Linked DNA regions of Sus scrofa: regions 2, 3, 4 and 5 are each linked to region 1. The links are chromatin contacts, called in public Hi-C, HiChIP or PLAC-seq and promoter capture Hi-C maps. All regions are on one chromosome and are shown on one strand. Each heading gives the region's core, a stretch centred on a gene start, on an enhancer-like site or on the middle of the called end of the contact. The rest is flanking DNA. Distances are from core to core; before and after follow the strand shown.

Region 1 (6,122 bases), core at 2,163-4,662:
AAGAGATAATCACATACTATATTCAATTCCATTTAAAAAAATCTAATAGGAGGTCCCGTGGTGGCTCACTGATAACAAACCTGATCTGTACCCATGAGGACACGGGTTTGATCCCTGGCCTTGTTCAGCGGGTTAAGGATCTGGCATTGCCGTGAGCTGTGGTGTAGATTGCAGACGCGGCTCGGATCTGGCGTTGCTGTGGCTGTGGTGTAGGCCGGCAGCTATAGCTCCAATTCAACCTCTAGCCTGGGAACCTCCATATGCCGCGGGTGCAGCCCTAAAAAGAAAAAATAAATTAATTAAAAATAATAAATAAAACCTAAAATTAAAAATCTAATAAATTTTCTCTTCATAAGTAAGATTCGTGGAATGAATGAATGAAGGCATACCCAGGGATCCAAAGGATAATTATTGGGGCCCCTTTGAAGATCAATGGTATGCCGTTGCCTCAGAGGATGGTATATCTAAATACACCCCACGGAACTGAGTTGCTCTTTTTTTATTCCCAGGATAAATGGTTATAATTATGTGCTTAACTAATAAGATCCGTCTTTCTTTTAGCCTATTAGGACTAAAACTGTGAACAAATCTTTCTATTTTAATGCTACTGTTCATTCTTCTAACAGTTTTACATATTTTTCTATTTTAAATCCCTCAACTGTCTGAAGATTGAAGGTAGAAATTCCCGTTTTACAGACGGACCAACCGAGGCCCAGGGACATTCAGGGTACTTAACAGGGTGCCTCCCAGTAGACCAGACAGTGTTCTGCCGCTGTTTTGCTGAAGGCAGGCACTCCCATCATCTTATAGGGCTCAGACCTCGGGCCAAGTTCAGCAGCAACGTGCAAACACGCCACTGGGTCCTGCTGCCTGTCACATGTTGTCCCACCTGTGTTCTCGCTCTCTTTCCTCTTCTCCATTGATTTGAGGGGGCCTCAGTGGAGGATGTGGTGAGTGGAGGCTGTGCTTCATTTCATCCTTCCTTCCTCTTCATTCTAAGGTTAATTTCTGGACCACACTTGGGGAGGGTTGTAGGAGAAAATTATTTAAATTGTATCATATAATCTTCCCAAGATGTGATTAAATTGAGGCCCAGGGACAAGAGGTGACCTCTTCCAGGGTCAGGCAGCACTTCATTGAGGATCTGAAGGTCCAAATTTTCAGCGTCAAGCTTTCTCAGTTAGGTAAACCCTACCACTGTTTTGGGTGGAGCTGGCCAGACCCATGCTCCACGCATCCAACAAGTGGGAGAAATATTCCAAAATCTTCTCGCGTCTTCTTCCAATCAATTTCCTGAATAAACTGTGGTTTCTGTTGGGGCTAACCAAAGGTAAGAAGGTAGACAAGACTGCCCAGATGAGGAGAAAAAATGAACTTATCAAAGGAGATAAAGAAAAATATAGGCGATATGATAATTGCCTGGAGGGGCACCAACAATAAATGCTAAAGAAGCTCGAAGAAAAGAGCACGTAGAGATCCGGAAAGATAGCTTAGATGGCTTTGCGGCTGCACAGGACACATCCAGGAATAACCAGTGAAAGTCCAAAAAAGACAAATTCAGCTAATTAACAAGGAAGAAAAAACTTTTGAAGAATTAGCTAATGTCTGTGGATGAAGTAAAATCCTACATATCCTCCAATACTGTACTGAATGGGTGATTGCTCAGGACAACCCGTGAGTCTACAATTCTTTTTTTTTTTTGAGACCCTGGCTGCTCTGAGAATTAGGTGAGCCTCCCTTTAGGGTTTCCCAGTGAATAGTTTTCTGTTTACACCGTTGAGAACTATGGCCACGAGAGGGCAGTAGAGAGCCTGCCGGAATACTTGGACGTGTTGAGTCAACTCGCCTGTGCTCTCATCGCGAGCAGGGACTACGCAGATCCTGCGAGCTCGCTGGGGTCTAGCTTGCAAGCCTCTTTCGCAAAGCCAGGCCCAGAGGCTGCGGAGATACCGAGACTCTACATGGCACGGGAGCAATGGTCGGCACTGAGGCATTGCCATCCGACATTCAGACCCCTCTCACTTTGGGTTATTAAAATAAGTTTTACCGCCACCGCTCTGATTCCCTTGCCCTGATTCCCTTGCCAGGCAGGCTCCCTGGGTCCGGATACAGAAAACTTCCCACTGGTCCCTGCCGCCCCCCCCCCACACACACACTTGCCAGATGCCCCCGATCCCTAATAGAGCTGGAAGCTTGAGAGCAGGGCTCATTTTTGCCTTATAAAAATTAGAATGAGTAACAACAACTTCAAACCTCATTTGACAGCTTGTTGGCTTTTTGAGATTCACGAGCAGAAGCAATTTGCCTGCACGTATTCCGAGAACCCCTTCTTAACCTCATCAGCCATGGCCGGTACCTCCCAACGCACCCCTCAAATTAAAGACCAAGAGGGAGGTGTGCAGGATGTGCGCGGGCACAGGTGGTGCTCCAGGAGGGGAAGCCCACGTCCCCACTGCCCTCACCCGCTCTGTCTGCGTCCTGAGCTCCGGCACCGGAGCCCTAGCCAGCTGGGCTTGCCAGGCCTCCACCCGGATCCCAGGCCCCGGGCAGGATTTTTGTTGCCCCCTCGGCCACTTAAGGTGGCCGGTGGATCCGGGCTGAGCCGGGCGCAGGAAAGCAGCGGGGCCGCCTCCCGATGCCCAGCCTCATTCTCCTTTGTTGACAGCTGGCGGAGGAGGAAGTCCGGGCGGGCGGGGTGGGGGCAGGGGCTGGCTGCGGCGGGCGGTGCCAGCGGCGGGCGCGGCCCCAGCCCGGGCAGGCGCGGCCAGCAAGGAAGGGGTTAACGCGCGCGGCCTCTATGATAATGAGCTGCATGGTAATATAGGGAGGCCGGCGCTGTGGGCTCTGCCGCCGCCGCCGCTGCCCGCCGGCCGCCGCCGCCCGCCGGCCGGAGCCTGAGCTGCCGGGCGGAGCGGCGTCCGCGCCAGACTGGAGCTGGAGGGCGGCGGAGCGCAGTTGCTGGGAATTTTTCAGCCGGGAGGCCAGGCGATCCGGAGAGAGAGCCCGCGAGCTCGGGAGCGGCGGGGAACGCGGGCGCCGGAGCGAGCGAAGCAAACCTCGAAATAGATCCGGAGAGCCAGGTTCCCGGAGGAAGTGGGACTGTGAGCGGACCGGGAGCGAGAAGGGAAGGAAGCGCCGCGATTGCTGATGTCAGAGGAGCCCGGAAAGTCGCGCTGGAAAAATCTGAAGACGGCCGGGGCTTTGCTGCTTCCCAAGGAGACACAGCGCCAGCCACCCCCCACGCCCCCTCGGCGCCTCCCGGTTCCCCCCGCGAGCCGGCGACAGCGCCCGGTGGGGCTGCTGCGGGGCGGCAGAGGACTGAGGGGCGCGCGGACCGGAGACCGAGGGGCCACTTCAGGAATACAGATAAGTGGCTGCTGGCTTGACGTGGATTTTAATGAATTTGGACTCCATGTGGGTTTGGTCGTCTCGGTGATCACGAGCTGCTGGCGGCGAGAGGGACCGCACGCCGGCCTCGGCAGCCGGCGGCCAAAGCGGCCGCACCGGGGACGGAAGGACAGACCGACGTCGCCGAGCTGGGTAAGCGGAGCCCGGGGCCGGGCGATCGGCGTCCGCGGCGCCCTCCGCCCGCTCCCCCGAAGCGCGCCCGCCTCCGCGGGTCTCGGCCCCGAGCCCCCGGCTCCGCCGCGGCGGGCGAGTCCCCGCGCGGGGTCGGCCACTTTCCGCGGGCCGGAGCGCGGCGCGCGCGCCTGGGCGGGCGGACTCGCCGCCGCCGCCGCCGCCGCCTCCCGCCCGGGCTTCCCCGCGGGCGCCCCGCTTCCCCGCCGGGCTGCGGGCGGGCGGCGCACCTGCCGGCACCCTGCGGCCCCGGGGGCCTCGGGGGCCCCGGGGGCGGGGGGCTGTCCCACGAGCTGCAGCCGGATGCGGGTCTCGGTGACCCTGCACGAGCGGGAGAGCCCGGGCCACTGTGGCCGGCGCTCGGTGTGGGGGCGTTCACGCTGGTCCAGGAGTCCCCGGAGGCCGCCGACTGTTCCTTCAGAGCCAGGGACTTGGGAATCAAGGGGAAGGTCCCCTTTGCGCAGCTTCCAGAGGCTCCGGGGAGAGATTCCAGGGCAGCGAATGGGACAAGTGCCCCATACCCCCCTCTGCGCTTCCTTCTGGTGAAGCCCCCATCTGCACCATCCCCTGGTTTGAGGTTCCAGAGATGGCTGGGGGCCCAAGGAGGAGCTCGGCCAGGGTCCCAGAAGCTCCTTATTAATCATTTTAGACTCTTTCCCTCCTTGGGCTTCTTGCCCCACCCCAGAAGTGATATGGAGATCTTAGAAAATTCTAGCCCTTTTTAGCCATCCCACAGGTCCCTGGATCCATATGGTAGTCATGGGCTGGCTGACCAAAGAGAGAGTTGTGAGAAAATGCTGTTCCAGGTCCCTGACAACTAGCCACCTGTTCGGCCTGACCCTTGCCCCAGAGGAGCTGCCCACTTCAACTCAGCTCAGAAGGGTAGAGAATGGGGGTGGGGTGGGGGACTTGAGGTTCCATGTCAGTTGCGTCTAGAAACAAGGGCCTCATGAAGTGGTCATGGAAGTCAGCCTGGGTCTCCTGTGGGGATCTAAGAGCCTAGTGTATGCCACTGCATATCCCAGGAGCGGATGTGCAAGGGGCAGAAGACAGGACCCCTTTAAGGCCCTGGTTTGGGGGCCCAGCAGCTCAGAGGAACCCGCAGGAATGTGGGCACCCACTCACGCCCTTCCTTGCTGAGCACAGTGGACAAAGTTCGGGCACAGCAGATGGAGATGGGCAGCTGGGCTGGGCTGGACCTCCTGGGAGCAGGAGCCAGGCTGAGCTCCCGCCTCCCCTCCCCACACAAGAGCAGGCTCCTGTCCTCCTGGGCTTCTTTCCCAGACCTTGAAACTTCACGCTTCCCTCTGGGCAGGCTTTGGATTCTGGGGCCTTCCACAGAGCCACGGGCCTGGAAGAGACAGCTGGGGCTGAGGAATTCAGCTATTCCTGATGGAAATACACAACTTTCGTGCATTCACCTCGAAGGCTGGCAGCCCTCTCCTCTGACCCCCCCCCCACCTGCCGGCACCTTTTGAACTCAATACCTGTGACCTCCCCTCCTTGGCCTGGGGGGTGAGGTGGGTCAGGAGGAAAGTAGGGAGCCAGGGAGACTCAGAAGAGGCTGTCAAGACACCCTAGCAGCGAGGTTGTGTTGCTTTTCCCTTCTTCCACCTGGCATCTCCGCCTTCATCCCAGCGCTCCCTCCTCCCTCCTCCGGGACCTGCCCTCCCTGCCAGTGCTCCCTCAGCCCTCCAGCTGACCCTCTTGGGGACCTGTTCATAAAGGGAGGGCGGGGCAGGCTGCCCTCTCAGCTCCCTCACTGTCCCAGGCAAATTGCATTAGGATGGAGCAAAGTGGCTTGCAATTAAATGGAAGTGACATTTGGAGCCCTGTGCAGTGGAGATGCTGCAGCCGAGGAGCAGCAGGATGGGACGTGGTGGAGTTTGGAAAGGTCCCCTCAGCCCAGGACCTCGAGTCAGGCAAGGGGATCCCATCTGGCCTTTCTGTTGGAATGGATGTAAGAACTGGGATCCCTCATAGGCTGGAGCAGGGCGGGAGGGCTGGTTGGCCTTTCAGGAGTAAACGGTGCTGTCCCATGTGCATCACCCCAAAGAAACCTGTCACTACAAGGTTGGTGGCTCTCCCCTTTCAGAGTGAGCCCCTGTCCCCGAAGTTCCAGGGGACATTGCCCCTCCAACCTCCTGACCATCCAGAGCTGCAGGTGCGGTTGGACGTACACGTTCCCGTCTGTTGTGGTGGAGTCTGCACTTAAAATGCAGCTGAAAAAGCAATCCCTGGAAGAACAGCTCCTTCTCTCCCAGGCCCCTTTCCCATTTCCCAGGACTCCTGGCGATGCTGCTCATGTCTAGTTCATGGGCACGTTACGAGGAAGCCCACGAGCTGGAGGGGAAACCAGTGACACAGTTAAATATACATGGCAGCAGCTGGCAGCAGCCTAAACTCGCCAGTTCAGGTACCATGAACTATTTATGGCGCTGGAGTTGTCACTGTTGGGGGGTTTTATAGTCTCTGTTCCTGCCTCCTTTGCTAAGGCTGCCTCTCTGAGATACGGGGTTTGTTGTGGGGGGAAGCGGTTTCTC
Region 2 (5,484 bases), core at 2,293-4,792, 350 kb after region 1:
CGGTGTCAGCCTTTCCTCCCTAAGGCTGGATATCTCAGTGGGGGTTCCCGTCCCATTTGGTTCGTCCACCTTTGGCTCTTGTGAGCAGCGCCCTTCTGAACATGTCCATTCATTCGAATGTCTCCTCAGCCCTCTCCTTTCCTCTCCTTTGGGTGTATACCCAGAAATGGAATTGCTGGGTCACGCGGCAGCTCTATTTTCAGCATTCTGAGAAATCACCATATTGTTTTTCCACAGTAGCTACACCATTTTTTCTTGCCGTCAACGGGGACATGGTCGGATTTCGCCACCTCCTCGCCAGCACTTGTTCGTGTTCTTCCTTTTTTCTTTGTCTGACAGCCGTCATCTTGATGGGCCTGAGCATCTCCTAATGATTAATGATGTTGAGCATCTTCTCATGGGCTTACTAACCACTAGCAGCAGATCTTTGGATAATCGCTATGCGAGTCCTTTGCCCTCCAGTTTGTTTTTGAGAAGGACCTTTCTTTCGACGCAGAGGTTGCGTTTCGGCAGCTAGCGCATGTCACCCTTGGTCTATCACATTTCCTTCATCTGGGGCAGGCTGCCTCCAGCCTCCAGGTCATCCCCCCAGCCCATGCCTCCCTTGCCCTCTGCGCAAACATTAAAGGTCAGTTTCCACGCAGAAAAAATAACCTACAGATGGAGGACCGTGTGTCTTCTGGAAAGAGCCTGAGACCTGGGGACAGCCTAACTTCTGATCAGCTGCCCACTGGCGTGTGACTTGCAACAGGTCCTTTAATTATTCTAGTCTCTACGTGAGAGCAGGGGTTTGGCCCGCATTGTCAGACGCCCACGGAAGTCGATAAAATTACGGAGAGGGAGCAGGAAGAGAGAGGAGGAGAGAGGCAACTGATCTAGAATCTCGACACTGGGAACTATCTTAAAGTTCACTGTCCCTCTTGCCCCCGGTTTGCAAAGTTTGAGAAGGCTACTCCGGAAACGTTGGGCAGTTTTGTTATTACGGTCATTATTTTTACAGAATAACATGTGCAAGCAGATGTGGTTCGGGGTCCACCGAGCTGATTCCTGGGAGCGCAGTGGTGAGGCTGAGGCCTCCTCCTGCCCCCTCGCTCATGCTGTCTGCCCACAGTCTCTCTCGGGAGGATGTTTATTTCAAGCATCCGGAGAAGCATTGTGCTTTGTTCAGGATCCACCTGCTCCTCTGTAGGCCTGAACACAATTCACCGATGCGGTTGGATTCCAGAGGAGGAGGCTGGCCGCGGTTACTCCCTTGAATTGAGTCCAATAAACAAGGGGTGGAGGGACGCTCCGTGGAAGCCAAACCGCTGGGGCTGTTAAGATGAACAACAGCTCGCTTGAGATCTTGTTTGTCTGGTCTATGCCTCGTGCAATCTGGGTTTCAAAATTATGTAATGTACACCCACTCCTCCCAGCTAAGAGTCCAGGCAGAGAGAAATGACAATTGGTGGTAAGGCTGAATATGATTAAACATCAGAAGGTGGATTCTAGATGATAATAGCCTGTGAGGCATTGCTATTACTTATTTTATTTTTGTGTCTTTTTAGGGCCACACTCTCAGCATATGGAAGTTCCCAGGCTAGGGGTTGAATCGGAGCTGCAGCTGCTGGTCTATACCACAGCCACAGCAACATGGATACCCATCAGGTTCATTACTGCTGAGCCATGACGGGGCCTCCGAGGCATTGCTATTATTAACAGGAATAGGAATAGCTGCCATTTAGCCAGGGCCCCTTTGGTTCCAAGTCCCTTGTCGGGCATGCGTCTTAAGACAGCTCTTAGGTCACTGCCACACCTGAGTCTTCAGCAGAGGAGCCTGACACTCAGACTAGTTGCATGACTTGCAAAGAATCTAGTACGTAATGGAGCAAGGGTTGATGCCAGGCCTGATGGAAGCCGGGGCGGCTTCATGGAGGTGAGAGGAGTCTTGAAGGGTGGGGAGCCCAAGGGGGAAGGCAGGGTTCTTCATCCCCCTGGCAGCCAGGGTTGCGAAGGTCACAGGCTATCACGTGCCTGGGCTTCCTCGTGGTGGTAGCCAGTCCCAAGGCCCTTCCCACCAGCTGCTCCTGCACACCCTCTGCTCACTCTTCAAGGCATGTGAGGAGATGTTTCTGATCTCCCAAACCGGACGTGCACTCACCCTCCTCGGAATGTCTGTAGCGCTGAGGCGTAACTTTCTGATGGCATTTATCATGTAACCAGTTCTGTCACCCATTCGTCTCTTTGCGCCTCAGTTTCTTCATCTATCAAATGGGGAGAATAATAGTAGCCATCTCAGAGATCCTGCCATGGTGCCAGGGGATGAGCAGTGTCTCTGCAGCACCAGGATGCAGGTTCAATCCCCGGCTGGGCACAGTGAGTTCAAGGATCTGGCTTTGCCACAGCTGCAGTTAGATCACAACTGTGGCTTGGATCTGATCCCTGGCCTGGAAACTCCACACGCCTCAGGGCAGCCAAAGAAGAAAAAAATAGTACCCGTCTCTTAATAGGGTCATACAAGGCGTAAACAAGTTAACGTTATGCGTAAAACACTTAGAGAAGGGCCCGAGACATAGGAAGCAGCATTTAGCTTCGATGCCGAGCGTGCACACTGACAGCTCTGCCCACGCGGTGTTCATAGCTACGCCCCCCAACACACACTCATACCGCACATGCGACACCCCCCAGAGGGTTTCACACCACGTCTCCTATTCAGCTCCTGATGACTGTTGGAACAGCTGAATCTGGTTGAGGAAGAGCTTCCCAGGCCTCAGCAGGCTAAGCAGGAGCCACTCTGCTCGGCTTGTTTCAATGTCCAAGAGTCCGGTTCCTCTGCCCCTCTCAGGGACAAGACTCGCTTCAACCAGAGGCATCTGGTCAGGGCTTTGCTTCCTCTTCAGCCGGAAGGCTCAGGGCTGGGGAGGGCATGGTGCCTACCGGGAGGCAACAGAAAGCTCGCCCGAGGGCAGTGGACCCGAAGGAGAGGGAGCCTGCTGCTCCCATCCAGTGCGCCGCCCAGACTCCCCACAGCCAAGGCCGTCGTGGGTGCTTCTCTCCAAGGGCTTCCTTGGACACCTGTAGAACCTCACCTTTCCCGAGGCTGTGACTGCACCGCTCTGTAACCTTGGCCCCTGGGGACCTTCTGAGGCTACCTCTGGACTCTTGTCTCTGTGACCTGGAGGTTAGCTCGCCCGGCCCTCTTGGCCCCACCAAAGCCTCCGATTCCAGCTGGCAGAAGGCTGGGACATGAGGCCAGTCTTGACCTTGTCCCGCGCAGGCACAGAGGAGCCTGGGTCTTCCTGCCTGGGGCCATGGCACTAGAAAATACCCAGGCTACTTTCCAAGCTGGGGGGGGGGGTGCTGGTTTTGCCCCAGGGGGCAGCCCTGCTCCGCAAACAGGAAGCCTCCTCCTCCATGGAGGCTCGGTTCTGATGCCCCCTCACACCCCCCGCCCCCCAGCAGTTTCCCCCAACAGGAAAGCGGTCAGAGCTGTTCAGGCATTTCCTCCTCCGCCATCTGCCATCCTGGACAGGGGACGGTCTGGGTTTCGGTTCCTTTCCCGTGCAGGGGAGGCCGCACCCATTGGAGGCTGCCAGAATAAACCCTGGGAGGTCTGAGTGCAGGGTGCTCCAGGGGCACCCGGCCAGGGCTCCCAACTCACGCTTTCTCTGTGGGAGGGTTACCGGTGTGCCTCCGGAGCCTGAGTGCCTGCGTCCTTAGGGACCGGTCAGCAACCTGGAGCTCAACCACGGCCCTCATGTTAACCCGGGCTTCGTGATTCTAATGAGACAGAAGGTGGGAGATTAGACGAGAACCCCGCTTGGCCTGGAGACGTGCTCTGTGTGAGGCCCTGGGAGAGGCAGGAGGAAGGGACCCGGGGCCCTGGAGTCTGTGTCATAGCTTTTGCCCTCCACCCTCCCTCCCTTGGCTTTCCGTCCAGTGTTGGAGATATTGCGCACTTGAAACAAAGGATCTTCTTTCTCTTCGTTAGTGTGGCACTGTCAATATCTTCTTTCGAATTTAATTTCGAAGGGCATAGGTGCACATGGGAAGTCCTTAGATCAGATGGTGTTTCCCGTCTTTGTTCTCTGGTATCTGCCACCTCGTGACACTTAGCAGTGACACGTCTTAGTCTTAGGTGTTTTGGTCCTGGAAGATTTTGGAGTTTTTCTCATTATTGTGTTTTTGCACACATACAGTTTCCAGGATTTTTTTTTTCCCCAGTAGGAATTTTAGGAAAAAACAAAAAAAGATTCTTCTTGTTTTGAGGGTCATAGTGTGACATTAGTCAGAACTATTGCCTGAGACCCAGACACGGTTCGGGGTCAACTCGTAATGTTACCTCCAGCTTGTCTTTTTTCTCTGCCTTCCCAGGAGAAGTTTAAGAAGGACAATGGAGAGAAGTTGATGCAAATCCTGTGTGGGCAGGAGCAGGCTGAGGCCGGGCCAGGGGTGTGCTCCTTGCTCCTTGCCCAATCTGAGGTGAAACCTCACTGCCTGCTGCTGGTCTTGGCCAACGGAACAGGTATGGGGCACCTCTGTTTGGGGATCTAGGGAGGGAGAGGGGCTGAGGTTAGAGGAGGCTGGGTAGAAATCGGGCGTCTTAGCCCCAGGAGCACAGGCACTGGGAAGCAGGACTGTACTGGCTTTGGGAGAGACCATCCTGTGAGCTCTACTCGCCACCAGAGCATCTTCTAGAACAGCGTAGGGGAGTCGAGCGGGATGAGCTATTCCATCCTCTAGATTCAGCAACTCCTGTTTCTAATTCTAGAACTTAGCAGCAAGTTCCTGCTTCTGGAAAAGCACCAGTCTGAACTGAGAGAGGTAAGTTCTCTGAGATGAGGGGCCTCAGTGGAAACTGAACTCCCCTGGGTTAGGGGAGTTCACTGGAGGAGCGGAGAGAGTAATTCTCTTCTCCAGACCTGCCCTTCCTCCCTCTTCACCCTTCTCCAACAGCCCTGGCCCTTCTATGTTTGAAACACAATTTTACAGTGCAGCTTAATTAAGAGATGTCAGTCTTAAGTCCTGTTTGAAAATCGCTGAGGTCTGTGTCTTCTTGGATTTATTCATTATTGGATCCCACAGAGGGGTCTAGCATGGGCTGGGCTCCTCTTCTAGAACCCACATTCAGCAGATGATAGGCTCTCTCTTTTTGTGTCTTCTCTTCAAGATGAGCATCCAAAACTTCTCGAAACAAGATGTTAGGAGCCACCAGAGCTACTCCCGAAAGACCTTGATTGCACTGGTCACCTCGGGGATCCTGCTGGCTGTCTTGGGCATCACTGGCTACTTGCTGATGAACCGTCGCAGTTGGAGCCCTACAGGAGAAAGGCTGGTCAGTTCTGGGGTCCAGAGCAGAGAAAATGAGGAAGATGGGTCTCTTGGGGAGGTCTCTGGATGTCACAGAGGGGGAGAAGCACCAGAAAAGACACCCGTGTGCTCTCAGCCAAGAATATGCATGCATACACATCACTGTATCCATAGGTGAGTCAAAACAGTATAGAG
Region 3 (6,026 bases), core at 277-2,776, 270 kb after region 1:
CACGGGCCAGTCCCTTCCCCTCTCTGGGTCTCAATTTGTCCCTCTGGGTCTGGAGGGCTTTGGGCCAGATTTCCAGGGAGGTCACCCAGTCTAGACATTTCTTGAAGAAGATCACCAGTGTCCCCATACAGAGTCACCCTGTGAGCCTTCCAGGCCCCTGTTCTGCCCCTGGCATCTTCCTCCACAGGAAATCTCCATGGGCACCTCCATCACCAGGTGCTTGGAGGACCTGGGAGAAGTGGGTATGAAGGGGTGATATAGTCCAACACCGTTATCTACGGCCGGGGCGAATGTTCGGCGACTAAAGAAATGCCCTCGGATGGAATGCACGGCTTCGGCAACAGGGGCAAAACTTTCTTAAGTTCGTACCTTCATCCCTTTGTTTTTTCCTTTTTGGCCACACCCACCATATGTGGAAGTTCCCAGGCCAAGCAGCCCCAGCAGTGAAAACGCCTGATCCTTAACCTGCTGAGCCACCAGGGGTGTCCCCATACCTTCATTCCTGAAGTTGCTCTCCTCCCACCAAAATTCCAGGCACTGGAAGCCCCTGTGGTGACACTGGATGGTATCCATCAACAGAGCGGAGCCAGCAGCTGGGAGAGCCTGAGAAACAGGGGAAGCCCTAAAGAAGCCGTTTGCCAGCAGGCAGCCCTAGAAATACAGGTGGAGCGGAACAGGGGCAGAGGCCAGGGTCGCCTTTGATGGATACATCTTTAAATCTCCAAGGAGAGAAAACCCACCCCAAACTGACTGCTCCAGACAAGCAGAGGGTGGGGCCACAGAAGACTCTGAACAACTCAGAGTCGGGAATTAGGGGAGGACGGGGCCTGCCCAGGAGAGCAACTGTATGCAGAGAAGTGTATGCAGTGTGGCTCCCTCTGTGGACTAAGGCACAGGAGTCTCCTTCTCCTGGGGGCGTTCACCCTCCTCAGCTAAGCCTTCGCTGCTGGGCCCCCTTCAGACATTGTTCTGACTGGGTGGGTCCCCACCTCGCCTCTCTGGAACTGTTACTAGTCCATGTCTTTGTTGGGCTGGCAAAGGGGTAGCGGGTATCCCCCAGTTTACTGGCCCGGGAGGTGGAATTTGTAGGCTGGCCAGGGTAGCTCTTAATTCCTTCATTCTAAGTCTTGATCCAAACACTGCAACACCCCCACCGCCTACGCCGCCGCCTCCTGCCCGCAGCCGCAGCGCTGTTTTGCCAGGAGCGCCTAACTCAAGGTCAGCGAGCCCTCAAGGCCAGGAGGAGGGGAGGAGGGGGTGGTGGTTCCCAGCACTGCTGTCACCTGACCCTTCCTTTGCAGGCTGCTGACTCCCAAACAATACGGTCCACGCCGGTTTGCAGAGTACCTTCCGTCTAGTTTTCCAGGAATCCATTCCCACCAAACAAACACGCGGGTTCCCGTGGCCCTGCGCGGACCTGGAAAAACACCGCTCTTGGCTGGGCTCCCAGCGGGCCGCTTGCGGTCTGCTCCGGCCAGCGCGGCCCAGGCTGGATGGACGAGGCCCTGCCATGGCGCCCAACTTCCACTAGAGGGAGGCCTCGGGCCGCACAACGTGCCACCGCGCCCGGCTCGCCCGCGCCTGCGCGGAGCAGCGGCTGCCCCCGACCCGGCGCGCGCCTCGCGCTTCCGGCGGCCGGGATGGCCAGGGTGCCTGTGGGCCGCGTGTCCTGAGCGCAGGTCCTTCGGTCCTGGGAGGGAGCCGTGGGCGGATTTCAGCCCTCCGGGCCGGTCAGTCTTGCTCCGAGACCCTGGAGATGCGATAAGCGGCAGGAGCTGGTGTCGCGCCGCGAGTTTGGGAAGAATCCCCGGCGGCTGGGAGGCCGGACGGCCGCCCTGCCTTAAACCCAGGGCCGATTTCTTCGGGCCTCAGCGGCCCGCCTCGCACTTTCCGGCCGCCCCGGCAGCCCCTCCTCCGGTCCACTGTTTGGCCATCTATCTGGCTCCTCGCCAAGCAGGGTGGCCTTGAGGCCTTATGTTCAGAAGTCGCACCGACCTGGAGGCCCGGGTGCGCGGAAGGGGCACTGCAACGACCAGTTTACAAAGAGCCCCAGGACCAGAGGACCGGACTGCTCTTACTGTAAGCTTCACGGTCAGAGCAGGAAACGACCTCAGAGCTCAGCCAGGCTCGGATGAGATAACTGGAAAAGTACATGGTCCAAGGTCACAGAGTTTGCTGGCGAGGAGCAAATCCAACCGCTCCAGTCCCGACTTGGACCCTCCGCCCCAGCTCTTGGGAGAATCGGGGCTCCTTACAAGGGCCGCAGGCATCGTCTGCCCCTGCTTAGCTCCACACACCCCACCCTCTTCTCCGGCTCATCTTGATCTCTAGGCTTTGCTAAATGCCATGAGCCCAGCCTCCCGCAGCCCCTGCCTCTGCGGCCGCGGCGGCAGCAGCAGCAGCAGGCTCACTGCGACTTGTCAAGTCCTCAGTTCACACACCATTTCCTCTGGAAAGCTTTCCAGCCTTTCCCCGCGCCCCTCCCAGGGAGCGCTCTCCAACAGGGCGTTCTGGGAATCCCATGCAGAATCCCATGCAGAACCATCCCAGCGTCCCCTTCTCCCCGAAGACTTCCAAAGGCCTCACCAGCCTCTAGGCCAGCCCTGAGCTCACCATGGGGATTCCGTGGACAGGTGATGAATGAGTGAATGGGTCAGAGCCAGCCTATCTCGGCCCCCAGTTTCTGGGCCTGGGTACTTCCCACTCTGTTGCCCACTGGCCCTTTACCTCTGGTAACTGAAGTGAGATTTATGGCATGGAAGCACCCAGGCTATATGGCAAAGGTGGGGAAACCAAGTCAGAATGAGAGCCAGTTCTTGGAAGACTGTTAGATCCTTGCTTCTGCAGCCAAGGGAGTAATTTTCCAACGCTGCGTTTTCCCTGTCACTGCACTCTGCGTGGGAATTTCTAACTTAACGGTATTCTTGTCATTTCCCTCGGCGAAATGGCCTCACGAAGATTTCAAACTATGGGCCTAGGATTTGACAGAGGGCTTCGAGGGGCTTCATGTGGCCACTTCAATCAAAGCAGCACCATTTTCCTTTTCTTTTCTTTTTTTATTTTCCAGGTAGTTCTTGTGAAAAAGAAAAGGAGCCAATGTTTCCATTAATGCTTCAAGAATGTTCAGAACTCGACGGCGCCAAAGGATTGCAGAGCAGAGCGGCTGAAGAGCCGTGAACAATTCCAAAGGCTGTGGCCTCCATTCCCAGTGAAGCCCGAATTACAACTTGCCAACCTACTAAGCCTTCCTCCTCCTCTTTCACGTGGATCCGCGTTTCTTGTTCTTCATTGCTTCGTCTTCCCTTAGAGCGAAGGAATCTGTCATTTAACGGGGGATACACCGAGGAGCCAAGAGTTTATCTTTTCAGCCTGTGTCACAGTTGGAGGGAAAGTTGCTAAGTGACTTCTTAAGAAGAGAGAGAGTAGGGCATTTTCTGTTTTCCCTTCACAAAACATTTTGTTGTTGTTTGAGGCCTTAGTTGTTTTTTATTTTTTCCTTCCGGTGGGCCCCCTACCCAGAGAGGTTCAGGTCCCTGGAAGAGAAACTTTACCGATGTGATTACGTTAAGAATCTTAAAGAGATTATCCTGGATGGTCCAGTGGGCCCAGTGTAATCGGAAAGGTCCTTACCAGTAGGAGGTGGGCGCGTCAGAGTCCATGTGTCAATGGAAGCAGCGGCTGGAGTGGATGCAGTGGGAGAAAGACCCAGCCGAACAATGATGGCTTTGAACATTGGAGGAAGGGGACCCAGGTCCCAGAATGCAGGTGGCCTCGGAAAGGGAGAAAAAGTCGGGAAACAGAGTCTTCCTTTGAGCCTCCAGGGGGAACACAGTCTTGCCGACACCTTGAATTGAGCACACTGAGACCAACTGTGGACTTGCGGCCTTCGGAGCAGGAAGGTAAGACACGTGCGTTCTTTTTAAGCCACTCCATTTGAGGTGATTTATCCCAGCAGCAGTAGGAGACTCATACCCCGCCAAAGGGGAAATTCCTGCCCTTCTTTCCACTTTAATGGAAAGAAGGGGGTTCCCTGGAGACAGAAGACCACTGGACTGGAGCTGTTGGGAGGGGAGTGCGCGCCTGCGGTTGGGGGAGGAGTGGTAGGGGCTCCCTGGACATACGCACATCCTTCGTCATTCCAAAGGGGTGAAAGCCAGCACCACGGGCTGCTATCTGTGTGGCACTTCCACGCACTGTTTTAGCCTTTAACTCCATGTGGCCACTTTTATTTCCCTTGTTATTGGCCTGGAAGACGCCCAGATGGTATTCATCTTTTTTTTTTTTTTTTTCTTTTTAGGGCCACACCTGCAGCATATGGTTCCCAGGCTCGGGGTTGATTGGAGCTCCAACTGCCTGCACCACAGCCACAGCCACACCAGGTCCAAGCCGAATCTTCGCCCTTCACCACAGCTTATGGCAACCCTGGGTCCTTAAGCCACTGAGTGAGGCCAGGGATCGAACCCCACATCCTCATGGATACTAGTTGAGTTCTTAACCCACTGAGCCACAACGGGACCTCCCGGCATTCATCTTTATGTCCCTTTTGTTCCTAGTGCCTTTTTCGATTCCATGAGGCATTTCACACTTCCCAGAGCCCTAGTGTGGCCATATTCATTTTGCGTCTTAGCACAATTCTCATAAAGTCAGGCAAGACTGGTAGTAGTCGTATTAATATTTTTCATGTTGTACGAAAGACAAGCATTCAACTTTCTCTGACACCTAGGCTCCTGTTGCTCCAGTATTCCTTCCATTTTCTCTGCAAAGTGAATGCCTGAGCACCAGTGAGGAAGCCGAAGCACTTGCAGATGTCTAAAGGTCCTGAAACTGGGCTCTGGGGGGTCCAGGGTTGCTATGGGGACCACCTGGCTTCTTCCCTCTTAACATAGGAGGAAATTATTTTGTCCACCTGGTGGTGGAGGGAAAACTCCACAGCAGAGAAACCCATCCTGCTTCTCAAGGACACTGAGGGATGTTGATGGGAAGAGGGAAAAGGCCCCTCCGGGTGCCGGAGGCAGGCGAGGCCAACCTCGGGGGTCCCCGCTGTGCGCCAGTGCTTCTTCATGGACTGTCCTAAGGAAATGTCGCTATGGAGGTGGGGTTAGCAATGGTCATGCTTTGGGGCTAGACCTCAGGAACTGGCCTGAGGACAGGTGGGAAGAGAATGGTACCCATCACAGTTGGTTTCTCATTTAAAAACAAACAAACAAAAACTTTGTATCCCATCAACATTCTCATTTACAGAGCCAGCACTGTCTCTGGAATTGGAGACAGTTTCAAGTCATAGGTCTCCACTTAGCGGTGGTGTCACTTTGGCAACTCACTTTGCCTGGATGCGATCCCAGTTCATCTGCAGAACACAGATAACACCTACCCTGCACATCGTGGGGAAGATAAAAATAATGTATGTAAAATACCTGGAAAATAAGCAGCCCTCAAATGATAGCCATATTATTCATAATCAAGGAAACAGGAGGCGAGGATTTCTCAAGGTTGAGCAGCTGGTGGATAAATGGTGGAACCAAGACCCCATCCTCAATCCAAGTCTTCTGTTACTTACTCATCCAAAGCCCCTTCACTCCCCAGAACCTTTTGTGGCCAAGGGCCGGCCCTCCGAGGCAAAGCTTCCCCGCCAGGCTCTCACAGAAAGCAGCCAGGGCTGCTTCTGAGGTCGGCCTCCACCCAGACCCTGCTGGAAGCGGCGCGCTGCACAGCTGCACACATCTGGAACCCCGCCGGCCTGGAACCCCGAGGGGCGTGCAGCCTGCAGAACCCCCTCTGCGCAGGGAGCCGTCAGGGTGACTGTGTGCATCTCCTCCGTCCTGCAGATGCCCCCCCCCGCCCCTCCCCACTCCTGCCTGCGCGCGGAGGGGCCCTGATCCCGCGGTCACAGTGGACCCCCGGGCGGCGCCAAGCGCAGTCTGGGTGGGGCAGCTCCCGGCGCGCGTCCCTTCGGGGAGCCGGCCCTTCCAGCCCAGGCGGCTGGGGCGGCGGGGTGGGGGGGCAGCGAGGGGCGCAGGGAGCCCCGG
Region 4 (5,440 bases), core at 2,404-4,903, 330 kb after region 1:
GTCTTCCACCTGCTGACCCCTAACCTCAATGCTGGTCCTTGTAACTACACTATCGGAGCGAAACACAGGATTCAGAGAGTGTGGTCCTTTCACTCTGCTTGCACCATATCCTAAATGGGCTAACCTACTCCAACTCTCCGCTCTTGGTTCTGGCTATAGGTTTTGAATCGATGCAGTAAACTTTGTGATTTGATCATCACGATCTGGTCTGTCTTCTTGATCTGTGGCCTCTGTAGCCTGCCTGGACCACCTTCGAAGGCTTCCACTGCAGGGGGCCAATTTCCCACAGGACACTGGGGCTGGGCATCTACGCCGTGTCTCCCAGACCCCCCTGCGAGCAGGTGGTTGGCGTCTGCCAAGAGGAAGCACTGGAGAGACTGACAGGTGGGAGGAGGAAAGAAGGGGCTCACTTCCGACTGCAGGTTCTCACCGCCTCCCTCTAATATCTGGACACCTTCAGGACCAAGGACCCCTCCCCACCCAACTCTGAAAGCGTTCAAAGACTTAAAACAAGTTAGCAATGTGGTAGGAAATGTCTTGGTTCCAAAATATGAAAAAGGAAAATCAAAGTGAACAAACATTTTGTTAAAGGCCTGCAAGAGGTAAACCCTGCAAACTGCACTTCACTTCTTTAGCAGGTGTACAGAGATGCAATCAAGTTTGATTACAAGATTAGAATGAAGTTATGGCCCCTATATCTTATATATGTAAGCTATATCATATATGTTGTATTCTATACATATATCTTCAAACTCAAAAATTTTTTAAATAGTTTTCTCTTTTTTTAGATCCAAGAAGTTATATATAACATGGGATTAGGACCTGTTTTAAGTGGGTTGATATGATCTGTGTGCATGTGTTTGGGGCTGGGGTGGAGGGTGTTCCTGGTAAGGGGTGGCCATGACCTAGACGTCTGTGAAGGGCCTGGCAGAGCCCCTCACTCTATAGGTTTCTGTTGTACCTTCCATGATGTGTGGTGTAGTTAACAGCCTCTTCCAGCTACAGCTTATGTGAGGAAGTAGGAAGCAGAGACGCCAAGGAGCAGCCAAGGAAGGCCGGAGCCTGGAAGCAGCTTGCCGGCTCCACTCTGTCTGGCCCGTGAGGGAACACGAGTCTGGGGCCCCAGGTGGACCCATGTCCAGCAGCCAGAACGTGCACTTGTGCGGGGTTGGGGCGAGGCTGTGTGTGCTTGAAGCCATGAGTCCTGATGGCCCTGGAACACAGGAGGAGTGGCCAGGTATCACCTAGTGTCATGGTTCTGGTGTCATCTGTAGTCTCTCCCCTCCACCGTCCCAGGCCATACCCATGGCAAACGGAAGTTCCCAGGCTGGGGAATGGACTGGCACCTCCACAGAGACAAGCTGGACCACTAACCCACTGCACCACAGCGGGAATGCCTTGTCATCCCTAGTCTTACAGGCTAGAGAAGAACAGCTCTAGATTCTCACGGGAAGGAGTTTGTCAGCCTCCAATCTCCCAGGCCTCTGTCTCTGACGTCTGCCAGCCACTTTGTGCCCAGCGTGTCTTCTTTCTCTACCAGGGCTTCATAAATGTCCGTGTGTGTAAAAGGCAGTGCCCACTAAAAGCGCAGGTTCCCAGGCCCTACCCTCGACTCCGTGTAGACATGCTTTGAGAAGGTGTCTCCCGAAGATCATTCCCTGTCTCCTCTGCCCCCAAAGCGAGTTAAGAAATTCAGGTACTTGTATAGCACTGGGAACTATATCTAGCCACTTATGATGGAGCATGATAATGTGAAAAAACGGAATGTACATGTGTATGTGTGACTGGGTCGCCTTGCTGTACAGTAGAAAATTGACAGAATACTGTAAACCAGCCATAGTGGAAAAAAAAAAATCATGAAAGAAAGAAAAGAAAGAAAGAAAGAAAGAAAAGAAAGAAAGAAAGAAAGAAAGAAAGAAAGAAAGAAAGAAAGAAAGAAAGAAAGGTACTAGAGACAAGGCCTTTCCTGTGTCCTGTGCTCCAGCTGGGCAGACAAAGGGCATTGAAGTCACCAGAAGAATTTACTGAGAAGGAAGAGCCATGGGGCCAGATTGGGTTTCATATATAGCAAGGGTTGCAGCCACATATTTTGTTCACATTGGGTGTAAAACAGACCCAGTTCCTGGAGCTGAGCAAGTTGGGGTGGGGAGGGAAAGCTTTTCTATGTTAATTGGGAGTTCCAAGGGCAAATGTCTGATTTTAAAAATGTGTTTTGGGAGTTCCCTGGTGGTGCAGTGGGTTAAAGACCCAGAGTTGTCACCGCCATGGCTCTGGTCACTGCTATGGCATGGATTTGATCTCTGACCCTGGAACGTGTGCCATGGGCACAGCCAAAAAAAAAAAATTTATAAAATATATTTTGCAGCCCCTTCCGTCCCCACCTACAGGCCCCTGAGATGACAGCGTGGTCAGATTTGAATCACCATTTGCACTTCAAAAAAGATTCACCAAACCACTGAGTTCTACCAAATCTTCATCAGAAGCCTTCGGTTTCATTATGTGATGAAAGGCTTTGTTTTCTCTGGAAAGGAAAGTTAGACAACAAGATCAGAATGGGGGTCTGGGGGGTTGCTTTTAGACCAGGACACCCTTCTGCTTTCATAATGACAGGGGTTCTGCAAGGGGAAAGCAGAAGGGAGCAGAGTGTGCGGCTTTGCTCTCTCTCCCTCTGGGCTCTGTAGTGCAGACGCCACTGAAGAGACTGGTCTGGGTCTGGGTAATCCCATGACTCCACTCGAGCTCAGCGCAGGTGCTCCCAGACCCTCCGGCTCCTCCCCGCCCCACCCTCCTCCAGTCTCCCCATCTCCAGCCCAACCCGTGACTCGGCTGACTGCCCCCCTCAAAGTTTCTGCAATTCAGTTTACCAACACATCAGAACAACTCCTGAGCCATCTGCAGCTCCGAGGATTAATTAGGTAGAAGAGGGTGGAGTCAGGGGCAGTCTTTTTTTTTTTTCTGATAGGAGAGCAGGATGAAGCCCCTAGAGTTTCAGCCTGCAGGCTGGAGAGGGGGTGCCTGGAGAGAAGCCATCCCAGATGCTAGGGGAGACCTTTGTCGTCATGTCGATGGTGACATTTATGATTAAACTATGTGGGAACACAGGGGCAGTCACAGGAAAAACCCCTCCAAATTAAAATAAACACATCTTGCAGTGAAAAAAAAAAGTGAAAAGAAAACTGGGCAAGGATGGTTTGGGTAAGTAAAGTGACTAAATACACTCACGTAGGTGCCCTGTGCACGTTTCAGGCATCGGACTCTGCTGCAGACTGTCGCTAAATGCATCAGATGGAGCTTTGAGGTTTACCCGATGAGTACAAGGCTCACACTTGTAAACTCCGGTCCTCACCACAGATTCCTTCTGCAAGACTGTTCTCAGCTTAAAACTTAAAAATAAAGAAAAACAAGGAAATGGAAAAAAAGGAAATGGGAAAAAGAAAGAAAGAAAGAAAGAAAGAAAGAAAGAAAGAAAGAAAGAAAGAAAGAAAGAAAGAAAGAAAGAAAGAAAGAAAGAAAGAAAGAAAGAAAAAAAAGGAGAGGAAACTTGCCCTGCCCTGGCCACCGGCAGGGCTGACACAAAGGGGTTAAAGTTAAGTGGAAGTGGATTTTGAAGAAGATGGGGCCTCTATATAAAGTTGAAGACGTCTGGGGCCCTCGCAAAATCTTTTCGGCCTTGAAGGAGGCAATCCCAGGCTTCCTCCCGAAGTCCTCCGCCTCTGGGACCAAGCGAGGAAGCTCACGTTAGTGGCAGCCAAGGAGAGGGGCTGGCCGTGCCAGGACTAAAGAGGGAGGGGAAAAAGCAAGTTTCGCCCACCCCACGTTCCTTCGGGCGGAGGGGCGGGAGCAGTGCGTCCAGGCCAGGCCGAGCGGTATCTTGGGCTCCAGGCATCTATCTCTTCGGAAGCGGCGCGGGAAGGATGCTGATCCGCAGGGGCGCGCGCGCGGGGCGCGGGATGCCGCGGGGCTGGACCACGCTCTGCTTGCTGAGTTTGCTGCGTGAGTATGGGCCGTCGCGCGTCTGGGCCGCCCGACTCAGCTGCGGGGAGGGTCGACGCTCCCCCGGAGGCTGGGCGCGCGGAGTTGAGCTCGGCGGAGCCAAGGGACCCCTGTTCCCCCCACGCTCCCACGCCCACCGCTGCTCCTGGCTTGGTGGAAACCGGGTCGGTTGAACCCAGCCCAGCCGGGACCAGGGCTTCACCTGAAACTGGAAAGGGGTGGGGGGACGCGACCGGGGGCGGGGGGAGGGGGTGGTGGTGTCGGCCACATGGTGAGTCTGAATTAGCCCAGGTGTTCACCGGGCAGTGCGCCCCAGGCTTCCCAGAGTCAGGGAGTGCAACTCCCCCGAGCTGGCTCTAAAATAAGGCGCTCCGAGGACGCCAGGGTCCTATCGCGTTGCCAAAGGTGCGGAGCAATGAGTTGGAGCCAGATTCCAGAGAGAGGGGAGGAGAGAAGCAGGAAGGGTTTGGCGATTCAGAGAGCTGCGGCCTGGGCAGGTTGCTGGGCAGAGAGCTCTCGCGCCCACCGACCCCTAGGATGGGGGCAGCCAGAACTGGACATTCAAGGCCAAGGATGAGGAGCGAAGTCAGCCTGGGAGGAGGCCCCAGATTGGAAGCCCAGGAGGCAGGCTGAGTGAAGTGACCAGGGGAGTTTGGAACAAACAAGGAACAGCCTGTGAAAATATTCTTGCATTTGAGATGGAAAAGCGAAGTTTCAACTCCCCCTTCGGAAACCCACACCCCTTCCGCTGGGAGAGAAGGCTCTGGTAGATGGAGTTGTTCTGTGCCCTGACCCCTCTCACCATAACCCCTCATCTTGGAAGGAACTCAGATTTGCTATGCTTGAGGGGTTGGGGGTTTTCTTCCCCTGCCCCTTCCCAACTAGGGGACAGATCGGCAGAGCCGTGGACCCTCCTCAGCTCATCATTCCCCCACCTGCCCTGATTTCTTAAGCTCTTGCTCTCACTTTGGTTTAAAAACAAAGAAAAAGAAAGAAAGTAGGCATTCAAGGAATATTTATTATTGGAGTTCTCGTCGAGGCTTAACCAACCAGACTAGTACCCATGAGGACCCAGGTTTGATCTCCAGCCTTTCTCAGTGGGTTAAGGATCCTGTGTTACTGTGGCTGTGGTGTAGGGCGGCAGCTACAGTGCTGATTTGACCCTTAGCCTGGGAACCTCCATATGCCACAGGGTGGCCCTAAAAAGACCAAAAAAAAAAAAAATTATTCTTGATTGCTTTCATTTGGAGATTCCATTCTCCATCTCTGCTCCTCGTACTTAGATGGTGCTAAACTTCATAAGATTGTCCTTTTTGCTCAAGATTCTGCTTCCAGGCCTCCAGGGCTCCCAATTCCCTATTCTTACTGCCTCCTAAAGGCCACCCACCATAGCTGCGCAGAGTGACCTGGGCCGGCCAGCTGGCCCTCTTTGCTCTCAGTCTCCTCT
Region 5 (6,107 bases), core at 2,889-5,388, 370 kb after region 1:
TCGGGGGTCTGACTATGTGGTAAAAGGGAGCTGTTGATTGAGGCCACCCCTCCAGGCTGGGCGAGGGGCAGAGATGGGGCGTATGGGGCCAGCTCCAAGGTCAACTGCTCCTGAACCCAATTCTCCTGCCCAGATACCTGTCGTCCACCCTAACCCATCTCATCCCTCCATCGTCGCCCGCTGAAAAACCCTCCAGAAATGGTGAGTAGTGACATCGGTCAGCTGCCTGATCTTCCGGATGTCAAGCTGTGTGTCCCCACTTTGCGGATGGAGAGGAGGGGGGCAGTGGTCACAGGAAGCCCGGGCTCAGAAGCCGCGGCAGCTTCTGTTCCCTGGTAACGAGCTGGAGCTGGGTGACCTTAGGCAAATCGCTTTGCATTTTCCCCTCGGTTTCCTCATATGCAAAACAGGAAACGTCAGCCGCCTCCCTCCAAACGTTACTGTGAGGATTGAGTGAAGTAACACAATACTACTATTAGCTAGAGAGAGAGAGAACTGCGAAATGACAAAGTGCTTCCACGGAGATCGCTGGCAAGCTTCAGAGCAGCTCAGAGTATCATTACCCCTATTTTTTCCGTTGAGGAAATCAAAGACTCTGAAAGATTAAATTCCCTTGACAACAATGAGCCGTGCTGTCACTCAGAAGCAGCGGGCCTGGCCCCACCACATCTGACTGTGAGATCACACATCTGCCCCCGAGTCCCTCATGTGCGCCTTGTGTTGTGTTCAAGGCACTCATTCATCTAGGAAGAGACAAACATTTGTGTGCCTACCTGGCACCAGGTACTGTGCCTGGCACTGAGGACACGAATGCAGTGTTCCTAGCATGGCGGGCGGTCCCAGGGGAGGAAAAATCTGTGTGCTGAATGTGACAGCCGGGGTAGGACACGGTGACAGGAGGGAAGATGGAAGCACGAGTAGGACGCAGCCTCGCAGTGAGGGAACGGGGTTCTCACCCCAAGGTGTCTGGTACGAGTGAAGCACGAAGGGTGAGCAGGAAGGGGCAAAAGAGGAGGAGCGCGCGGGGGCGGAGGGTTCAGCTAAGGGCCAGAGCTTGGAGGCCCAAAGAGCCAGGTAAGGGCATTGGGCCTTCATCCTTCCTAAAGGCAGAGCTGCCAAAGCGTTTTCAGCAAGGAAGTGGTTGGTATTTTTGGAAGATCCTTCTGGCTGGGTTGTGGAGACTGGATCTGAGCCTGGTGAGGCTGGAGGCAGGTAGGCCAGCTAGGATGGAGAGAGATGCAGAAATTCAAGCAAGAAATAATGCCGGTCTGAGCTTGGGAGGGGGCCGCGGGGATGGAGAGAAGGGCAGTCTCTGAAATCGATCCAGGATGTGGTGACTGATGGGGAATGCATACGGAGGGAGCCCATGGAGGGAAGGAGACAAGGATGACACCAGTTTGCTTCTGGCAAGTGCAACTGGTGGGTGGCAGTGTCCCTTTTTAGACGAGGGGACATCTGGGGTGGAATATCTACTATCTGTCAGGGGCATCCTGCATGAACGTGTACCCCAACTTGATCTAGGGATCTTTACCTTATGTCTGTCTTGCCCAGAGGAGAAGATCAAATGATCCTACTAATTTGAGAATTCTGCTTGCCAGGTGCCAAGGTGTGCTTGTGGGGAATGCACGTTGATGGCGAAGCATCTGGGACCAGCGGCATCAGGTTCTTCTGGAGCAAAGGCATCTGTCATCCGGGGCCTCAACCCCGCTTCTCTTGGATTTGTGTTTGGCAGCACCTGTGGCCTATGGACGTTCCTGGTCTGGGGATCGAACCCATGCTCCTGCAGAGACAACACTGGCTCCTTAACCCATTGCACCAGAGAGGGAACTCCCCTTTGATTATTTAAGAGCTACCTGCCAAGGGCATATCTTGTAAGGCACCTTGGTAGTTGTAGAGGAGGAAACTGATCTTAAAAGAGTTTATAATCTAGAAGGAGCAATAAGACAACAACCACAAAAATAAGCACAGGTCCACATATATACAGTATTAACAGACATAAATGGCACAAAGAACATGCTCCCAGAAACCCACGACGGCCATGGATGACACCCCTGAAGGGGAAATCAGGGAGGAGGCGGTATTCGAGCCGGCTTTCAAGGAGAAGCAGATATTCCACAGGCAGAAAGGTGGGACTGGGGGAGAAGGGGTGTGCCTGAAGGAAGAAGCCTCATGAGCAAACAGGCAGCCACACAGGCGATCACCAGGCTGGACTGGCTTAGGGTACTGGCAGAGACGGTGTCCTTCAGCTGGGTCCCCGGAGCTTTGAGAAGCAGGAGAATTCTCTGACCACGCGAAGCTATGTTTATGGGTGCACGTGCACTTTTCTGGAGCGAGGGCTCACAGCTCTTTTCCAGTTCTCTAAAGGGTCTGGAGCAGAGGAGAGGTTAAGAACCAGCACTCCCAGGCTCCCGAATTAGAATTTCCAGGTGGGTTAAGGCCTCTGTGTTTTTATTTTTTCTTTTCTTTTCTTTTTTTGTTTTGTTTTTGCACACCTCGGACCTCTAGACAGGCCCAAGGAGGCCTTGACCTGCTAGCCTAACCCGCGCTTCCTTCCCTTGGGCCACGCCGATCCCCCGCCACCACTTTACAGGAGAATCACCACCTTCACCCCAGCTTCCACCGCCCCGAGAGACAAAAGCGGGCAAACGGCCAGAGAAACGGAGCGGGACCTCAGGGACTCAGGCAAAGACTCTGGAATCTCCTTCAGGGATGGGGTGGGTGGGAGCCTTTCCGCTCCAAGGCTCCAAGGCTGGCCGAGGTCCCCAGCCCCACCGCGGACCCGCGGTCAGATTCTGGGAATTTCCAAGCCCGTCGCTAGGGCTGCGGCAGAGCTTCCCGGACGCCGGCGTGCGATGCGCCCCGCGGCCGCTGGGTGGCGCGACGCCGGGCGCCGAGCGTGGGAAGCGCGGGCGCGCGGGCGGGCTGAGCTCACACACCGGGAAGCCGCCGCTGCGGAGCCGAGGCCGCCGCCGCTGCGCATCTCGCGCTCTCCGCTGGGCGCTCGCGGGGGCGGCGAGGCGGTTGTGCGGGCCCCCGGGAGGGAGGCGGACACGCGAGGTAAGCGCGGGGCCCCGGCCGGGCCTGCGGGCGGTCGCCGAGAGCCCCGGGGCAGGGGTGGGCCCCCTGGGGACTGCGCCCTGGGCCCCGCCGCGCTCGGGTCGCGCCCCACCCCTGCTGCGGCGCGGCCTCCCCTGCGGATGCCCTGGCCGCGTGGGTGGGAGCGGATGGCGGCCGCGAGCGGCCCCGGCCGGTCCTCGGGCTCTGGGGCCGGGGCCCGCAGGGCGGGGGAGGCGGATGAGCAGTCCCCGGGGCCCGGCCCGGAGCCCCTGGCCGCTGCTCACCTTCCGTTTCTCGGCTCCGCAGTGGGCGTGGTGCCCCGCTGCTGCAGAGGGGGCGCCCGGAGTTGAGGAAGGCAGTGGGGGAGGGAGAGCGCAGAGACAGGTGGTTGAGGGGGCGCGCGATGGTGCGCGAAGGCTCGTGATATTAATGCGTATTTCTTTCTCCCCCCTTCTTCAGGGGGCGCGGAGGTGCGCGTGGAGGAGGCGGGAAGGCCCCGGGCATAGCTCGGGAGAGGCAGGCGCAGCCAGAGATGCCCCTGGGCACTGCCTGTGTTCAGTACCCCCCCCCCAATTAATAAAGTGGGTGTGGTGATGCGGGTGGAGGAGTTTGATGAAGACCTGCCCCAGAACTGCCCTGAACTGCCCCAGGCTGGCCGCCTGGCCCCTGGCTCCCGCGCTCCAGGAGCCCCAGGCGTTGAGCGCTCTGCAGAGGCTGGGGGCGGCTGTGCCCTCCAGCCGTAGAAGCTCCAGCAGCAGAGGCAGCTCAGAGCTAGGGGCTGGGAGAAGGACGTGAGGGGCGGGGCGGGGGGGGGGTGTCCGGACGGACGTGAAGAGGAGTCTCCAGGCCTACAGATCAAGTTCATAGATCACGGGTCGGCCAGGATGTGGTGGGAGGTGGGGGCTGTGGGGAAATTGGATAATGTCCGTAGGACCCCCTCCTTCCAGCTTTGTTTGCAGCCATAGGCCAAAATTGGGGTTTCGGCATTTGCCAAATGTGCTTAATTTTTTTTTTTTCTTTCCCTTTCGGTTTGTTTTGTTTTTTAGAAGAACGGCAAATGACAGAGCGGAGGGAAGGCTGGCCCAGCCAATCCTGGAGCCGCTGCAGCACTGGTTCCCCAAACAAACACATTCTGGTGCAAGGACAGAGAGGAGGGGGCTGCTGGCCCACACCCCTCCCCTGCCGGTAGCCCCCTGGCCGCTCCCCTGTGGGGAGGGCAGCTGGACAGAGGCTGCCCTGGGCCGGGCTGGTGATGGTGCTGCGGCCCCTCCCTGCTGCCCAGCGTGGGAGGAAGAAGGCAGAGCCAGGCAAGTCTCCCTCTGCGTCCTCTGGGGTGGAAGGAGCAGGTAGAGACAGGGCTGGGGTAGCCAGGGCCGGGTGTTGCTTTGGCATGGGTGGTGAGAGGGCTGCACCTCCAGCCCCTTGGGTCTGGTTCCACTCCCGGCCTGTCCCTGGCACTCAGCAACTGCGTCTATGTGCCTGTTGGTGCCACCATGTTATATAACGCTTATATAATCTCCCAGGGCGAGCGCTGTGTCTCCGTTGTCAGGTCACACAGACACTGTGTCCGTGTGGGAGTCAGGATCTGTGGGAGCCCGGGGGTGGGCCTGCGCCCTCTGCTCCCGGTCCCGGCCATGGAGGGGGAGATGGGCGAGCAGGGGCCCATGGCACACCAGCTGTCTGCGCCTGAGAAAGAAGGGCTGGCTGGGCAGCCGTCCTCTCCTTGACCCCGTATGTCCCCCCTTGCCCGGTGGATCCTCTTGTGGAGCGGATGCCCTTCTGGTGCCCGAGAGGTCAGCTTTTTGTTCTTGGGGCGCCCCTGGCACGCAGATGGGTGTGGTGAGATGACCCCCGGAACGTTGCAGGGGGAAGAGTACGTGGTACCTGGGGTTGCATAAAGAGCGAGAGATGAGCTCTGCCTGTGAGGTTTTGAGCAAGAGCGCCTGGAAGGATGGGCTGGTGGTGGCATTCTAAGAAGCTGGGAGCCGGCCTAGGGGCTAGAGGGTGGCCAGGGAAGGGTGTGCGGGGAAGTGGATCAGACAGCAAAGATAAACATGGTGTTCTTTTACTGTACTCTCCACTGGGCTGTCCCTGGTTACCAGGGCAACAGAAGCAGTGATGAAAATCATGCCTTTCGTTCAGTGGAAAAATCTGGCTCCTCCTCCCGCCTCTTCCTTCTCTAATCGCCTGCAACCTATTGGGAGGGTAGTGGCTCCAGGGATCAGAGACCCCAGTGTGTCTCTCTCAGGGCCCCCCTTCCCCGTTTTTTGTCATCGTCCGCCTTCCTGCATCCCCTCTTTCCCCCAGAGCTCGGTAATTGGCAGTTGCGTAGGAGTTGGACTTCGTGGAGGCGGAAGGGTGCGGACGTCATCGCAGGGCAGGGCGAGCCGAGCGTGGGCAGAGATGTGGATGCGGGAAGCCACGGGCACACGAGGAGGGTCAGGCATTGATCAGCTCGATGGGGCTCGTTCCTGGGGGTGGAAGGGGTGGGGGAGACAATGGAAAACCTGCAGAGCCTGGCGTCTGGGCCCGTGGTGGTGGGAAGAGGAGGCTCAGGTGTCTGGGGTGGTCATGGCTCCTGCCGCGAGCTAGGATTCATTCATTGCGCACTTTTTTAGGGGTGTCTGCCATGTTAGGTAAGGTTCTGGGAGCTGGGAAGACGCAGGTAAGTAAGCTGGGCCTTGACCTTGAAGAGACTGTGGGAGATGGGAGGAGGACGGGCATGTGGGGAAAGAGCAGCTGGCATTGTGACCAGCCTAGAATCTGGGGCCCCGGGCAGGAGATGGGCCACATTCCCGCCCGGAGGTGATGGATTAAGGTGGGGCCTGTGGGAATTCGGAGGAGGAGGAGGTAGTCAGAGAGCCCCTTTGGCTTGGAGACAGGACATGGGGGAGAGAAGGTGCTGACATCTTGAGCCTTAATGACTGACAGAAACAGAAAAGTCAGGGTTCAGACTTGTTCGGGGAGTCATGCTTGCTTTGCTTTTTTAGACGGGTTGCCATCAAGACAATGGCAGGGTATCTGGATGGAAACGTTACAGTCAGGCAGGT

The links. Promoter capture Hi-C pulls out the DNA fragments that hold promoters and counts their contacts. Hi-C and Micro-C count contacts between places; a contact is called where the count stands out from the background. HiChIP or PLAC-seq counts read pairs in DNA pulled down with a chosen protein or histone mark.
Region 2: a Hi-C map of retroperitoneal adipose tissue shows a contact between it and region 1, with 2.7 times the contacts expected there. The contact joins the enhancer-like site here to the promoter of PLXNA2 in region 1. A contact is called at or near these places in 12 of 47 Hi-C or Micro-C datasets (alveolar macrophages, embryonic fibroblasts, fetal heart ventricle and 9 more) and 1 of 2 datasets of contacts at active chromatin or transcription factors (skeletal muscle).
Region 3: a contact with region 1 is called in a promoter capture Hi-C map of fetal skeletal muscle, with 5 times the contacts expected there. The contact joins the promoter of LOC102160111 here to the promoter of PLXNA2 in region 1. A contact is called at or near these places in 1 of 5 promoter capture datasets (fetal skeletal muscle) and 1 of 2 datasets of contacts at active chromatin or transcription factors (skeletal muscle).
Region 4: an H3K27ac HiChIP or PLAC-seq map of skeletal muscle shows a contact between it and region 1, with 4 times the contacts expected there. The contact joins the promoter of CD34 here to the promoter of PLXNA2 in region 1. A contact is called at or near these places in 1 of 47 Hi-C or Micro-C datasets (heart right ventricle) and 1 of 2 datasets of contacts at active chromatin or transcription factors (skeletal muscle).
Region 5: an H3K27ac HiChIP or PLAC-seq map of alveolar macrophages shows a contact between it and region 1. The contact joins the promoter of LOC102160414 here to the promoter of PLXNA2 in region 1. A contact is called at or near these places in 2 of 47 Hi-C or Micro-C datasets (embryonic fibroblasts and undifferentiated spermatogonia) and 1 of 2 datasets of contacts at active chromatin or transcription factors (alveolar macrophages).

What each region holds. Positions count from the first base shown.
Region 1 is chr9:134,581,348-134,587,469 of Sscrofa11.1, forward strand. It overlaps PLXNA2 (plexin-A2), which reads left to right and starts at 3,413. Exons shown (of 35, transcript XM_021063894.1): 1 at 3,413-3,540.
Region 2 is chr9:134,930,374-134,935,857 of Sscrofa11.1, forward strand. It overlaps CD34 (CD34 molecule), which reads left to right. Exons shown (of 8, transcript NM_214086.1): 5 at 4,354-4,504; 6 at 4,751-4,803; 7 at 5,150-5,314. Among named protein-coding and RNA genes, the nearest start is that of CD34, 20 kb to the left of the region's middle. Within about 2 kb of position 3,543, at least 21 of the 83 cell types and tissues checked have an H3K27ac peak or open chromatin away from gene starts, as enhancers often do. A contact at or near this core is called in alveolar macrophages, liver, omental adipose tissue and 3 more, where this site is marked.
Region 3 is chr9:134,857,891-134,863,916 of Sscrofa11.1, forward strand. It overlaps LOC102160111, which reads right to left and starts at 1,527. Exons shown (of 4, transcript XM_013989671.2): 1 at 1,348-1,527; 2 at 495-603. The coding sequence starts at 1,512. LOC102160321 (a long non-coding RNA gene) reads left to right here and starts at 1,618. Exons shown (of 3, transcript XR_001304238.2): 1 at 1,618-2,079; 2 at 3,068-3,899; 3 at 4,724-6,026.
Region 4 is chr9:134,909,475-134,914,914 of Sscrofa11.1, forward strand. CD34 (CD34 molecule) reads left to right here and starts at 3,654. Exons shown (of 8, transcript NM_214086.1): 1 at 3,654-3,993. The coding sequence starts at 3,951.
Region 5 is chr9:134,951,091-134,957,197 of Sscrofa11.1, forward strand. LOC102160414 reads right to left here and starts at 4,139. Exons shown (of 2, transcript XM_021063896.1): 1 at 3,342-4,139; 2 at 2,073-2,367. The coding sequence starts at 3,922. The coding sequence ends at 2,094. It overlaps LOC110255544 (a long non-coding RNA gene), which reads left to right and starts at 2,880. Exons shown (of 2, transcript XR_002336086.1): 1 at 2,880-3,057; 2 at 4,104-6,107.